Regions from separate parts of the Mus musculus genome. Here region 1 is linked to region 2. The links are chromatin contacts, called in public promoter capture Hi-C maps. All regions are on one chromosome and are shown on one strand. Each heading gives the region's core, a stretch centred on a gene start, on an enhancer-like site or on the middle of the called end of the contact. The rest is flanking DNA. Distances are from core to core; before and after follow the strand shown. Region 1 overlaps Babam2 (BRISC and BRCA1 A complex member 2). Region 2 overlaps Babam2 (BRISC and BRCA1 A complex member 2).

What was found. Capture Hi-C pulls out chosen DNA fragments and counts their contacts.
Region 1: a promoter capture Hi-C map of adipose tissue shows a contact between it and region 2. The contact joins two enhancer-like sites. A contact is called at or near these places in 3 of 484 Hi-C or Micro-C datasets (embryonic fibroblasts, muscle stem cells and uterus), 2 of 115 datasets of contacts at active chromatin or transcription factors (fibro-adipogenic progenitors and pancreatic cancer cells) and 2 of 9 other capture datasets (adipose tissue and liver).

Annotation. Positions count from the first base shown.
Region 1 is chr5:31,874,553-31,880,996 of GRCm38.p6, forward strand. All of the region lies in intron 6 of Babam2 (BRISC and BRCA1 A complex member 2), which reads left to right. Among named protein-coding and RNA genes, the nearest start is that of Gm52770, 120 kb to the right of the region's middle. Within about 2 kb of position 2,194, at least 76 of the 459 cell types and tissues checked have an H3K27ac peak or open chromatin away from gene starts, as enhancers often do. A contact at or near this core is called in adipose tissue, fibro-adipogenic progenitors, muscle stem cells and 1 more, where this site is marked.
Region 2 is chr5:32,078,622-32,085,834 of GRCm38.p6, forward strand. It overlaps Babam2 (BRISC and BRCA1 A complex member 2), which reads left to right. Exons shown (of 12, transcript NM_144541.1): 12 at 5,960-6,118. The coding sequence ends at 6,023. Among named protein-coding and RNA genes, the nearest start is that of Gm40277, 8.2 kb to the right of the region's middle. Within about 2 kb of position 2,375, at least 43 of the 459 cell types and tissues checked have an H3K27ac peak or open chromatin away from gene starts, as enhancers often do. A contact at or near this core is called in adipose tissue, fibro-adipogenic progenitors, muscle stem cells and 1 more, where this site is marked.

The DNA.
Region 1 (6,444 bases), core at 944-3,443, 200 kb before region 2:
GAGTGTTTTGCATACACATATGTATATGTACTACATGTATTCCTACTATCCTCAGAGGCCAAAAGAGATCACACTCTGGAACTGGAATTACAGTCCATTGTGAGCCACTGTGTATGTGCTGAGAATGAACCCACGTACTCTGGAAAAGCCCTTAGTTGGTCCTAACTGAGCCAACTCTCCACCCCCTGCCTTTTGTAACTTTAGTTTGGTATTGGTTCATGGCTCTGTCTCATGAGGAATGCCATGGACATCAGTCTAGGGGAGATTGTGTTGTTCCTTGCTTGTCCTGAGTAAGAGGGACTAGACAAAAGACAGGTTCTGTGCAGACAGGCCAGGTTTTCCCAACAGAGCTGACATACATAGTTGGTAACAGCCAGGCACCATTTGTTTAATGTCCACATAAGGGAATGGATCCCTACCTGTGGGTCAGAAGCCCTTTGGGAGTTGAATGAGTCTTTCTTAGAGATAACCTAAGACTACTGGAAAATACAGATATTTATATTCATAACAGTGGCAAAATTACAGCTACAAAAATAATTTTGTGGTTAGGGGTCATTGTGGAACTGTATTAAAGGGTCACAGCATTAAGAAGGTTAAGAACCACTAACATAAAGGAACATGTGGGTGAGATAGTTTAGCAGGAGCTGGGTAACAATGACAATGTTGGTAGCCATATATGGGTACCAGGCTTTAAATAACTGCCCAGCAAGGTTGACATAGCAGGGATGCAGTAGAGCTGTGATTCTTCCTAGTGTGACTCCAGTGTCTCATATCCTTTGACTGTAGCACATTGCCTTGCATGGATACATTCACACATGAGTTAAGCTGATGAAACAGGAGGGTTATGGTCTCTGGATCTAAGACAGAGATCATCTATTTTTCAGGTCAGGTTTGCCATCCTTCAAGTGTGTTGACAAGAACTGGCAGGTATATGTTGACAGATTGAGTCAAGCACTTTTTTTTTATTTTTTGGTTACTGAGACAATTAATGATTCTAATGCTTTCTGCACATTTCTCTGCACCTGTTCTGGCAGTAATATGGGTGAGTTTATGGACACAATAAGGGCTGGCATAGAATCAGCATGCCTTGCCAGTGTCTGTCCTATTGCCTGGGCTGACTGTGGAACCTGCCGATCAGCAGGACCTGCATAGTAAACTAAAGCCCGTACAGGCCGCTGCATGATTGTAGGGGAGATGGTGATTTGCATTTAGTCTTGTTTCTCCCTCATAAGGAAATCTACTGTGAGTGCACATTAATACTGTTTATAATGAATTAATATACTGCTCTGTGGGTATAAATGAAATATATAGAAACATTTATGTGAAACTCAATACTTGTCACTGATGGCTAAGATTTTAAGTGTTCAGGGTTAAGTGTCCTAAGGCAATGGACCCCAAACCTGTCTGAGCAGTTCCAGATTTCCTTTCCCTCAGGGGAAGGACCCATGGAACCGCCACCTACCACCACCATTCTCTTACCCCTTCGTCTCTATCTCCCACTCCCTTCCTCTTTTAAAACTGCACCAGATTAAACTTCTAAGTAAAGGTACAGTCTTGAAAAAAAAAAAAAACAACAACAAACTATCACATTACTTTGTAATTGCTGGGGGGAATCTTGGTGCCCGTTGTTGCAAATAAGTCATCAGAAATAAGACAGTGACTTGTTTCTTGCTTATGGTTTCTTGCTCATGCTTTTTGATTCTCAGTTGAAAAGGCAAACTCTCAGAGGCAGACCCTTGCCTGGCTTGTTTTCTTCTTGTCCCTAGAACAGTTCCTGACACTTGGAAACATCCAGTAAGTAGTTATCAGAAGACTGGCAGATATTGCAGCTTTTCTGGTTGTGCACACTTTCCCGCTGATGGCTACCCCTTCTCACACACCGAGGAAGCAGTGACCCTGCTGTCCCGGAGCACATGCTTATGATGTGATAAGCCACTGAATATGCCTCTGAACCGACTTGGTTGTTTTTATATGTCCACTAGCTCTCATATTTTCATGAATTTTGAATAGCATTTCAGAAAGTAATAAAAGTTGGAAGGTTATGTTAAGATCCCCTTTATCCTATTTCTCACTCAAAGTTCCTGTGTCTTTAAGAGCAGGGCTAAGTAAGTTGGTCCCCCTCCAGGTTCAAGAGGAAATGGATTGTAGCAGTTGTGCCTTCGTGCAGCAGATGTTTTGGTTGGAAAGGCTATCAGCCATCTGACTCATAGTAAGTCCTCAATTCCAGTAATTTCCCAGTTTTCAGTTACAGTAGGTAGGATGCAGGAAAGCAGCGTCTTCCACTTTGGGATCTTTGAACTTGGTTCACATATTACCACTGTTCCTGGCGCATAACTCTGTGTGAGAGGATGAAACACAAGGGAGGTCAGAGCGGTTCCAGGAATAGACATAGTCAGTTGGTGGTGTTTTTTGTGAGAGACCATTGGAGGTAAACCAAAGCCACTGGCCTCTCTGACCTAGTACTAACAGCAAGAAGCATACCCCACTGTGTTTTCCTGTAACTTCCTGCACTAATATTATTCCTGAATTAAGTTAATATGAATAACTAGTATTAATTTGAATAATCAAGTTGTTCTTATTTCCATGTACTATGTACAAACTGCAGTTTTTAATTTGTTTTGGGGATATTCTTTCCCCCAATAGAACCTTGAAAGTAATTCTGTAGTTCTTATATCATGTCTCTCATTTTAGATTATGGCTTTTTTGTGAAAGTTTACCCACTATATGTATACTTCTCAAAAGTTCAGGAAGATTTTACAGCCAGTGTTTTTAATGGACAAATAAGAATTATGGAAGGAATGCTAAATGTGTCCTGTTCTGTATTATGAGTGTGATTGAGGAATTGCTGATTCAGTGAGGTGCCGTTCCATTCCTCTCCCTCTGCTCTTGTCTGGCATCTGGGTTTCACATCATCACGTAGATGGGAAGAGTGTTAGCGTCTTCACAGATAGACACATTCAAAGCCTCGTTGCTTCTCCAGGCCCATAGCAGGACCTGGCTGTGATTTCTGAGAGCTTCCTAGGAGATTTGCCCAAGTGAAACCTGAGGGTCAGAAGGTCACCACCATTCTGGAGCTCCTAATATTTCCTAGCATGATCTTTTCTTTTTTTGGTTTTTTTTTTTTTTTTTTTTTTTTTTTTGGCTTTTCAAGACAGGGTTCCTCTGTGTAGCAGTGGCTGCCCTGGAACTCACTTTGTAGACCAGGCTGGCCTTGAACTCAGAAATCCACCTGCCTCTGCCTCCCAAGGTCTGGGATCCCCACCACTGCCCGGCGATCTTCGTCTTAGCTAATACCAGATCATTTTTAAGTAGCTATATTTAGCACCATGCTCCTCTTGTGTGGGTTGTTCTTTGCATATTTAGCTGATCAGACAGGTCATAGGTCACAGACTTCATAAACTCATCGAGCCCAGTACATTAAGAAAGCCTTTTTCACCTTTGCATTCTAAGACACATTTGTAGAGCTTCAGGCTTCAGGGGTGTCTTAGTCAGGGTTTCTATTCCTGGACAAAGCATCATGACCAAGAAGCAAGTTGGGGAGGTCAGGGTTTATTGGGCTTACACTTCCATACTGCTGTTCATCACCAAGGAAGTCAGGATTGGAACTCAAGCAGGTCAGAAAGCAGGAGCTGATGCAGAGGCCATGGAGGGATGTTCTTTACTGGCTTGCTCAGCCTGCTCTCTTTAAAATCAAGACTACCAGCCCAGAGATGGTCCCACCCACAAGGGGCCTTTCCCCCTTGATCACTAATTGAGAAAATGCCTTACAGTTGGATCTCATGGAGGCATTTCCTCAACTGAAGCTCCTTTCTCTGTGATAACTCCAGCTTGTGTCGAGTTGACACAAAACTAGCCAGTACAAGGGGTTTTTCTCCAGTGAGAGAATAAACAATAGAGAAGCGCTGACCTAGGTTACCCAATGTCTAGAGAGTCATGCTGAGAGAGAAGACCACACACTAGAAAGAAAAGACTGAAACAGTTTGTTCTCTGAGAACTCGTTTCACTCATATTTGTCTCTGTCTCAGTGAGCAATGTGATGTCTCGTACCCAGTAAAGCCCTAGATTGTGATGGGAAAGCATGGGCCAGAGTCCTGAGGGTAGAATTGTCTCCAGGTGCCCTCCCTGCTAATACAGAGTTGGAGGCTCCAGGCATTTTGTGTAGTATCTTTGAGAAATGTCTAGGCCTGCACAAAGCAGGTGATAATTGTATCTATCTTGATGGCTTGTTGGGGATTATGTCTCATCATGATGCATAGCACCCAGATAGAAATGAGCCGTATGAGGCAACTCCCAAGAGAAGCATTGCTAGTACAGATTTGGCTATTTTAGATATGAAACCTTAACTCTGTGATCGGAGAAAAGCTGTCTACCCTGGTAGATTGCTGTGATAAAACTTGATAAGATTCCGATTAGAGAAAAACAGCAATATTTGAGAGAATTATTAAGCCCATATATGTACACAAGTCTTGGTATGCAATTGAATATAAACATTCTGTACATTTGTTAATGTATTTCTGTGTTTTTGTTTGCTTGGTTTGGTTTTTTAAAGATAAAGTCCTGTTAGATGTCACAGCTGGCCCATTCACTGTCTTCCTGCCTCAGCCATCTGAATGCTGGAAGTTTAGGCATGTGCCACAATGCCTGTCCCTGAGTTTCTGTTTTCAAAATGTATGATCTTTTCTGTTTTCCTGGTGCATTTATATATTTTTTTAATTTTTTAAAGTTAAAGCTATATCTAATTTACTACAAAATATAGATATTACAGCATGTCTGTTCTTTGGCCATTTGAAAATAAGTGTTTGTCATGATGGACACAAGCTCCTTATGCTTTGATACATACTTCTTACAAGTGAGAGCCTCCCAGTAATTGTATATGCAGTTCAGGAAGTTAACATTGGTTCATTACTACCATCCAGTTTTAAGATCCATTCAAATTTCACCAAGTCACCTAGTGAGTTCTTGATAGCAGAATAATTCATGTTGACATTGTGTGATATCTTCAGCTATGTGTTTCTTCAGCCTGTAATAGAACTTTAGTTTTCCTTTGGCATTCACAACATTTAACTGTGTGTGTGTGTGTGTGTGTGTGTGTGTGTGTGTGTGTGTGTGTGTGAAGCTTTGGGTCTGTCTGATATTCTATCATGACTGGATTTCATGACAGGACATCACAGAAATGAGCTGTACTTCCCTTTCGCCTCCTCTCAGGTGACATATCCTTTCTATAGCCACTTGGCTGAGGTTGTGCTCATCGCTTGTTTGAGATTCTGTCTACCATAATTTGGATCTTAAGCATCCCTCAATGGCCCACATGCAAAGGCTTGGTCCCCAACCCACAGTACTCTCAGAATGTAGGAGGCAGGATTATTGGGACCCCAGTTCCTCTTCCTCATCTTCCTTCTGCTACTCTCTCTCCCCTCCTCTCTTTCTGCCTCTCCCCCACCATCATGGGATAAACAGATCTTTTTCATCACATGTTCCTGAAAATGCTGATTATGTTGCCTTGGCTCAAGCAATCCCAGTCTAGAAATGCTGGTCCATGGTCCAGACTAAACTTCCTTCATGCCGCCTCCCTCCTGTTGTTTTCTCACAGCAGTAGAAAGCTGATGAGTGTGCTGTCTATCGTGTTTTCACTACAAAGTTACTTCACCTTTTGATTTGTGTATATTTTGTGCTAAGTTCTTTTGTATTCTGTCTTTGTCTGTATTAACAGACACGTACATAACTGATGCTTCTAATTTCAGTTCAGTGCAGGGGCACAGTTTCTCTTTTCCTCTGAATGCATTAAATATGATTCTCATTATCTTAGTGTGTTACTATAATAAAACATGTAGGTATTATTTATTTTAATTATATATCCGTTGATATGGAACCTGTCTTGCATTGTTGCTTCTTCTGCCTCCCCCCATGAGTGAGTATGTTCCCCATTATGCTTGAAGTCTGACATGGACCAAATTACCCTTTATTCAGATTTACCTCTGTTGCTGTGATCAAATAGCTTGGAGTGTAAACAGTTTATTTCATCTGAAACGTTACAGCTTGTCATCAAAGGAAGCCAAAGCAGAAACTCAAAGCAGGAACCTGACCATGGGAACTGAAACAGACTATGGAAGGATGCTTCTTATTGGCTTGTCCAGCTTCCCTTAGACAGTCCGGGACCATCTGTTCAGGCTATAGGAATGGCCACCTTAGGATGCATCTTCCTACATCAACCATATATCAAAAATAATAAAATAAAATAAAATAAAATGTAAAAGCCCAGCAGTGGAAGCAGGGGCTGTCTCTGACTCTTTCTACCTTCAGGAGCTCTTTCCTCCTACTGGTTGCCTCATCTAGCCTTAATAGGAGAGGAGGTGCCTAGTCATAGAGCGGGCTGGTTGAAGGAGGCCTGCCTTTTTCTGAAGAGAAAAGGAAGAGGAGAAGTGGGTTGGGGAAGGAACTGAGAAA
Region 2 (7,213 bases), core at 1,125-3,624:
TGGCCTGAGACCGGTGAGCAGAGTGCTGTGGGATTCAGCCCAAGGAAGACTGGGCCTGTGTATGAAGCCATTAGCATGTGACATTGTGTTCTCAGCTTAATATCAAGACTTTGCATGTTCAGTGTACTAATTCCTCATTTTATAAGCTTGGACACCACCCCTCACACCCCAGAAACAAACCAGAGCTGCTCAAGGAATGCCATGTGTAGCAAGACTCCCTACGAACCGTTACAAAAACACTTGTTTGTTCTTAAACCCCATACCAGAGAGCCAAGCTACCATCACCCCGGGCACAACAGTCAAACAGACTCCCACTGGCAGTCACTGATCCACCATGCTGCACAGAGTTAGATGGGCAGTTGCTACCTGGGCTTTGGAAGGTTTGCAGGGAAGAACATCAAAATGAAAGCAAGTCCTTTTTTTTTTTTTTTTAGATCTTTTGTAAGCCTGGCCTTTTGACACGAGGCGAGAACCCAGAATGAGTCTGTATTTACATGGCAGTCCAGGACAGTGAGGACAAGGCAAGACCAAAGACCACAAGGCATGATTAGCAGGACTTGCCTTACAGTGTTTACAGGACTGCTTTGATTTTCATACCACAATCGGTTTTCATGTGACTGATGAAAACCATGTGCCAGTTGAAGTCACAGCTGCAGAACGGAGCTGGAAAAGGCAGGGAGAACTATTAGGTATTTGGAACTTGCCTCTATTTTCATAAATGACCTCTGGCTTGGTTTATATGTTCTAGATTTTCTGACAGTGAGGGTCATGCCTCTGAACCACTTCGCCCAGCCCACCCTAGCCCACCCCACCACCACACTGGCCTGGCTCGAACATCACAGGTCTGTCTCATCTTACAATTGCCCAGAGAAAAGCACTTTTTAATTCAAGTCTTGTTTTGGAAGAAGGCAAATATTTAGGCTTTTGCAAAATAAAAAGATCTGTCTGAGGACCACGCCAAATAATTCTGCCCTTGTCTTGGGCAGCTCGTCATATGACTTTTAAGCCCTTTCCTAGTCAACAGCTGTGACCTCCTTCCTGACCAAAAATTTGTACCCAAGGAGCAAACCCAGCAGGTTTGGAAGATGAATGAGGGCCTCAGGTAGCTTTGGCTGCAGAGCTCACCCTTAGATGCCACCAGTATGCCACCAGTATGCCACCAAGCAGACCAGGACTGAATTTCAGAGGATCTATCCTGTCCCCAGGACATTGGCTGCTTGTCCAGTGTAAAAGTAGCCATCTCACTGCTCCAGCTGACAGCTCTGTATGGGATGTTTGAGGAAGGAGGAGTCAGTCAAGAAGCCACAGGAAGAGGATGAACTAAGGACACAGACTCGCAGACCTGTCTCCCTGTACAAGGCATCCCTCGTCCACAGAGACTCACGATGTTTATGGCTGTTTACAAAAACTCTGAACCTCTCTGCCCAATGCTTAGACCCAGCTTGGTCCCCATGTTAACAGTTGGCAGCATTGATCATCTATTAGGTTGGTTATTATGTCAAGGGCTTACTTGGGCCATCTCATTTAAGAACCTTTTAAGGTAGCTATAGTTGTTCCCATATTATAGATGAAGAAGCCAAACTAATGTCACTTGCCCAAGGGATCCAGCTAATAAAGGCACATGAACAGGCCTGAAGCTGAGATCTCACTACTTCAGAGCCTACTCTACATGACCTGTCACCCACAGTCAGCGGCAGGCCAAGCTCTCAGCTGTGTAGAAGAGAGAGCTGCAGTCCAGAGAGGAGACTATCAGCCCTGGGTCCAGGGCAAGAGAAGGAGAGCTGCTAATAAGCACTGCGTCTCCTGCCCCGCGCCCTGCTGTACACAGAACTGACCTCATCACAGCCTGGGATCCCTTTGCTACAATTTGTTTTCTGGAGATTCTTGGACTGTGCTGGGATTTTGAAATCTCAAGCAATAGGACATCAATTAGACCTACCAAAGGGATGAGAGTATCAGAGCCTTATTCCACCCTGAAACATAATAGACTCTGAACTGTTCTGAAACTAAAACTTCTAGCATGAGTGGAGTGAGGGACTTGGCTGACTCCAGGCATCTGTCTCCTGCCACCACACCCACCCCTGGCCAGTTAATGCTAAGGCAAGGAGCCTTCCCTACCACATCACACACTTGGGAAGCTTTCTGGACACTTTGCCTTTGGTAACAGATGTAGATACCTAGTGCCGTTAGCATGCTGTGCCCTGGGCAGCTCCTCGTTTTCTCTGATAAAAACTAAATAATTGAAAGCAGGGCTCTAAAACCATCTATAAATGGGTGGGCGCCAGTTGTCATTTTCCCCCTCCTGTGCCTGCTTCCCCTCCCTTAACTGACTTAATGAGGAGCCAAGCTGAGAAGCGATCTCTGCAAACAGCTGGTAGCACCATGCCTTTAAATAGCCCTCGCCACACTTCCCTCGTGGAGGCACAGTTTGCCCTGGCAGGAAAAGCCCAGGAAACACAGGAAACTTTCTGCAAATTTTCCGCAAAGGAAGAGCCTGCCTGCCTATCAGTCATGCTCCCTGTTGCCAAGACCCTTTGTATAAGGGCCTTGCAGCCCCTTCCCCACAAGTGTTCCCAGGAAACACTGAACTAAGGGCTATAGCTCCAGACCCTATGAGACTCTGGTCCTGGGAGGGATGACAGGGGACCACTCGAACTATGGCTGCCAGGCTCAGGCTAATGCCTGGAGCCAATCCTTGCAGCCTTCACCGTCTATTTAACCAGGAATGTTGGGATCCTGCTGTATGTAACCTAGAAACAGCCAGAGTGACCCTGACTACAGTGACCTTGAAGTAAGGGCTACAGGCACTGACAGCAGCCTACCCACTCTGATCCTCAGATTAAGGGAGTCAGCTTTCCCCAGCTACACATCTAGACTGTTGGGAAAATAGAAGCCACTGGAATATGTGGCTTGCAGCCACAGTTGCCACACTCTGTCCTTTGTGAACCTCACCTTGGGGCTTCTCTTGGTTCGTCCAGCTGTGTTCCAGGTCAGGACACAGTCTCATCAGCTCTTTCTTATGTATGAAGAGTGTTTGGTCTGGTGCACCTGTGCACAAGTGCTTTAAAGTCAAGGTGACAGTGATGTAGGCACTGTGGGGCTGTGTCGGTCAGGAATGGATGAAAGATACTAAATCTATCTGTCTTTCTCTCTTTTCTCTGGCACAGTTTAAAATTTAATAACGGCTAGTTTCCTCTGTCACTACCTAAACACTACATTTACTGGTAGAGTATTATTCTCTCACCCACATACTTTAATAGTTAGAAATGCACAGGTTTAAACTAACCCTGCCAACAAGTGGCTACCATGAGCTATGTTCATTGAAGCCACTGTGGACTGCATGTTGAACCAGGGCTAAGCCAGTAAGCCCCATTTTACAGGGGCCATCAATGTGACCTGTCAGGGAGGATATGTGAATATTCAAATGTCCTGGAAGCACAGGGACTGACTATGGGCAGACGAGAATCCTCTGATGGCTTAGCAGTGTGGAAAGCATTCCATCTAACCTAAATGGAAGTGAAGGTGAGAATGGTGCTGCTAGAAAGAGGATGTAGTCACGTGCTGGAGGAGAGGCAGAAACACAGGCTTGGGGCTCATACACTAACTATGGGTGGGCTTAGAGGAGTCTGTAGCATAAGATGTATGTACTAGGAATGGAAGCTCTGCTTGCACTTTTTCTGAGAGTGTCCTTTGTTTACTTCTCAAAGGAATGCATACCTCAAAAATATTAAAGAATATATTTGTTTAAAAAACAAAACAAACAAAGTGAGTGGAAGGCAGATAGTGAGAACCATCCTGGGAGTCAGGAAGAGCGTTGGAGGAACACTAAGATCCTGGTCAGGTCTTGGAGACAGAGACAGTCAACAGAAAGGCATGGCTGGCTTGTGTCCTCAGGGAAGCAGGCTTCTGCGAGGATTTTGTTGAAGGGTAGCAAAATTAGAACAGGAATGTCACCAAGAACAAAGAAGAGGAGACTCTTGGCGGTGGATTACCAGCAAGGATCTAGGGAGACTTGGAAGCTAAAGGCTCTGTTAGAGAAGTGCACATTGGCCAGAGTGTCTTCTAGGTCAGAATGTTCTGCAGGTGGTTGGGACTGTGGGACTGGAATTCTGGGAGGGGAAAGAGGGTGGGAACCGGACTGGAGAGTACTGAAAGTGATGCAAGCCTTCAGACAACCATGAACTTGACCGTGTTCTGCATGAGTAGAGTGGAGAGCAGGGAGAGACAAGCTCCAAGAAAAGTTGTATCTGGGAGAGAGAGGGGCAGTAGAGCTAACAGTAGAGCTAAGATACTTAAAGTCACAGAATTGTGATGGAGAGATGAAGAAAGGGGGAGGGGAGAGAGAGAAAGAGAGAGAAAGAGAAAGCATTTCCAGTGAGAGGCACTAGCTTCTAAATGCTACAGAGATGCTATGGGGGTACCAGGACTGAGAAGCCCAGACATTCATAGTAGCCTGATTAGAAGGGATTCCAGTGGACTTGGTGGAGGAGAGCCGTGCGTCATCATTAACTGTACTCACTTTGGTCTAGAGATGACCACCCAGGGCCTGTTGGGTAGAGGGGTGCTCGTGCCCCATCGTAGGCCCTGTGGTGGAGGCGACTCCTGAGCGGCTCTCAGTGCTTTCAGGTGGGTCTGCTGTTAGTGATTTTAGTAATCAGGCAGATGCACTTCCTGCCTCTCAGTCAGCGCCTCCACTCCTAACTGGGCACTTCTCACCTCCTAAGAGCTGGAACCTGGCACCCAGATCTTTAATAAGATAGTTTGTGTGGATATTGGCAGTTCTTGGGGACTTCTCGTTCTTGTCATTGTTCTGGGAAAGTGAGATTACTGAGTGAGCTACCACTAAATGCCCAAGGATGACAGAGATAATGGAGGTGTCAGTCAGGAACTAAGAGGCCAGCCTGCGTAATGAAAGGTCCATTTCCCTGCACATACACAACTCCCCCTTTCCAATAGGCTTCTTTCTGCTCCAGCCATATCTTCTGTTAATTAAACCCACCCATCTTTCAATGACTGCCTGATAGGGTCCACAGTGCCACCAAGCTGTACCTACCACACACCTCCTTTTTATGTAAAGATTTTACATCTGCCTTCTCCTCTAAACTGAGATCTCTCCTATGTGACTAGTCCCACATCTGGGTCATCCCAGCAGTGTCTGGCACAAAGTAGGCTCAGCACATTCCATATCCTAATGTGGAATGTGGCTTTGTCTCTACAGAGTAGAAAGCCAGGTGTCTGGGTCAATGTGGTGGCTCACATCTATAATCCCAGCACTTGAGACAGGAGGATTTCTGGGAGTTAAGAGGCCAGCTGGGGTACCTAGTGAATTCTAGGCTTGCTTTAGCTATAGAGTAAGGGCCAGGCTAGTTTGGCTAAAGAGTAACACTTGTCTAAATAGAAAAAAATCAGGTATCCAGAAGGCTGTATGTTTTGTCCCAGCTTCCACCTGTCTTTACAAGGTCTCCCAAAGCCCAGCCAGGAAGCTAGACTACACGTGAGTGGAAATAAATACAGAGCATAACTCATTTAGGAATCCTTATTAGGTCTTTATGTTTATGAACTCATAGATCTAACTAAGGAGGGTATAACCCTGATGATATCTTCAGTCAAGGAAGTGACTAGGAATCAGTACGGTCTCTCTCTGTCCCGTAGCTTGTTTCAAGCCCAGTCTTCTCCTAGGAATGGACAGGTGGTTCTAAGGGTGAGTGTCTAGTAAATGTGGCAGGCAGAAGGCCAACATAGGCTCTTTAGACATCTATGAGAGGTAGTGCAGTAGTGAACTGCATGTAGTTCCCGTCAAACAGTCCAGAGGGCTTCGCCTCTGAAGAGGAGAGCCCAACCCAGCTTGCATGAACAATAAATAACAACTGTTCTGAGTTAGGGGGAAAGCTCTGAGTTGCATTTTTTTGTTCAAGCTGTTTATGCTAACCACAGTTCTTTCTCCCCTCTTTCCCACCAGGGCTTATTTCAAAACCTTTGTCCCTCAGTTCCAGGAGGCCGCATTTGCCAATGGAAAGCTCTAGGAAACACCAGTGCTGAGAGGCGGCCAACCAGACTGCTCAGTCCACATGCGTGTCAGCGCTCGGGCTGCTTGCTGGAAACTGCTCGGAATGTCTTCATGGCAGCCCTTGGCTCCCACAGCAGCTCTGCCTGCCCCGCACAGCCCTGCTCTGCCGGAGCCCAAAGCTGAGCTGGCTGGTCATACCCTGAATCCTAGCACCTCACTGCTGGTCGCCCCTCCTCCTCCTTAGATTTCCTAGCTGAAAGAAATAAACTGCTTTACGATGGAGAACTTTTCCAGGGAAAATAAAATGTCATGAATGCACACACCCTTCTTTCAAGTCTTTGTCCTGAAGGCTTCTTCAAAGTTCCATTGAACACCCTTGGCTTCTCCCCACCCTCTGAAACTGTTAGTGTTAAGTTTGTATATATAATTTGTACCCCAACATTCATACTTCCAGCTGAGGAAGTCTTCCACTGGAGAAGAGGTGACCCAGTGATTCTGAACCTGCAGGGCTCAGTTGCCTGCTCCCCAGGCCCAGAGCCAGCGCTCGGAAATCCTTTGGTCCCAGCACTGTGCACCCACGGCTCCTGTGTGGGTTCTGCCTTTCCCTCTCCTCAGCTCATGGGAGCTCCTTGGGCTATTCTGGCTCTGTGGGTTATTCATGGGAGACAAAGGGTAAGGGTCAAGAGCCATCACTGGTATGTGTGTGACATCTCACCTCAGGCCTGGCAACTGTGCGGCCGAGCAGGATCAAAGCTGGGGAGCCAGGTATATGTACATGCCAGGATGGAGTGGGCGATCACAAGTTTGCAGTTAGTCCGGGTTACGTAGCAAGACCATTTAGAAGCTGTCAAGTTTCTCTCCTAGCCATCCTTTACCACTCCCATCGGTGTATAGAGGGAAGAATGTGGCCAGGACGATCTAGTGACTGGAAGCAGAGCAGGAGCAGTGTGGGAAGGGTCAGCTAGGCCCTTCCCAGCAGTGCACAGCCTCCTAGCCTTCACACCAGCAGGCTGCAGTCAGCTTGACCACTTGACAAGGCCTACACACACTACAGTGTAGCACGCTCCTATCCTGAAGGCAACTTAAAGTGCACAGAGCATCCTTAAAAGCAAGAGAACCAAGAGTTGAGTGGTTGGCCTGGACTTCCTCTTCTGCTTTGTGAAACTGAGGTTCCTCCTACAGAGTACACACAGTCCTGTTGGGCCT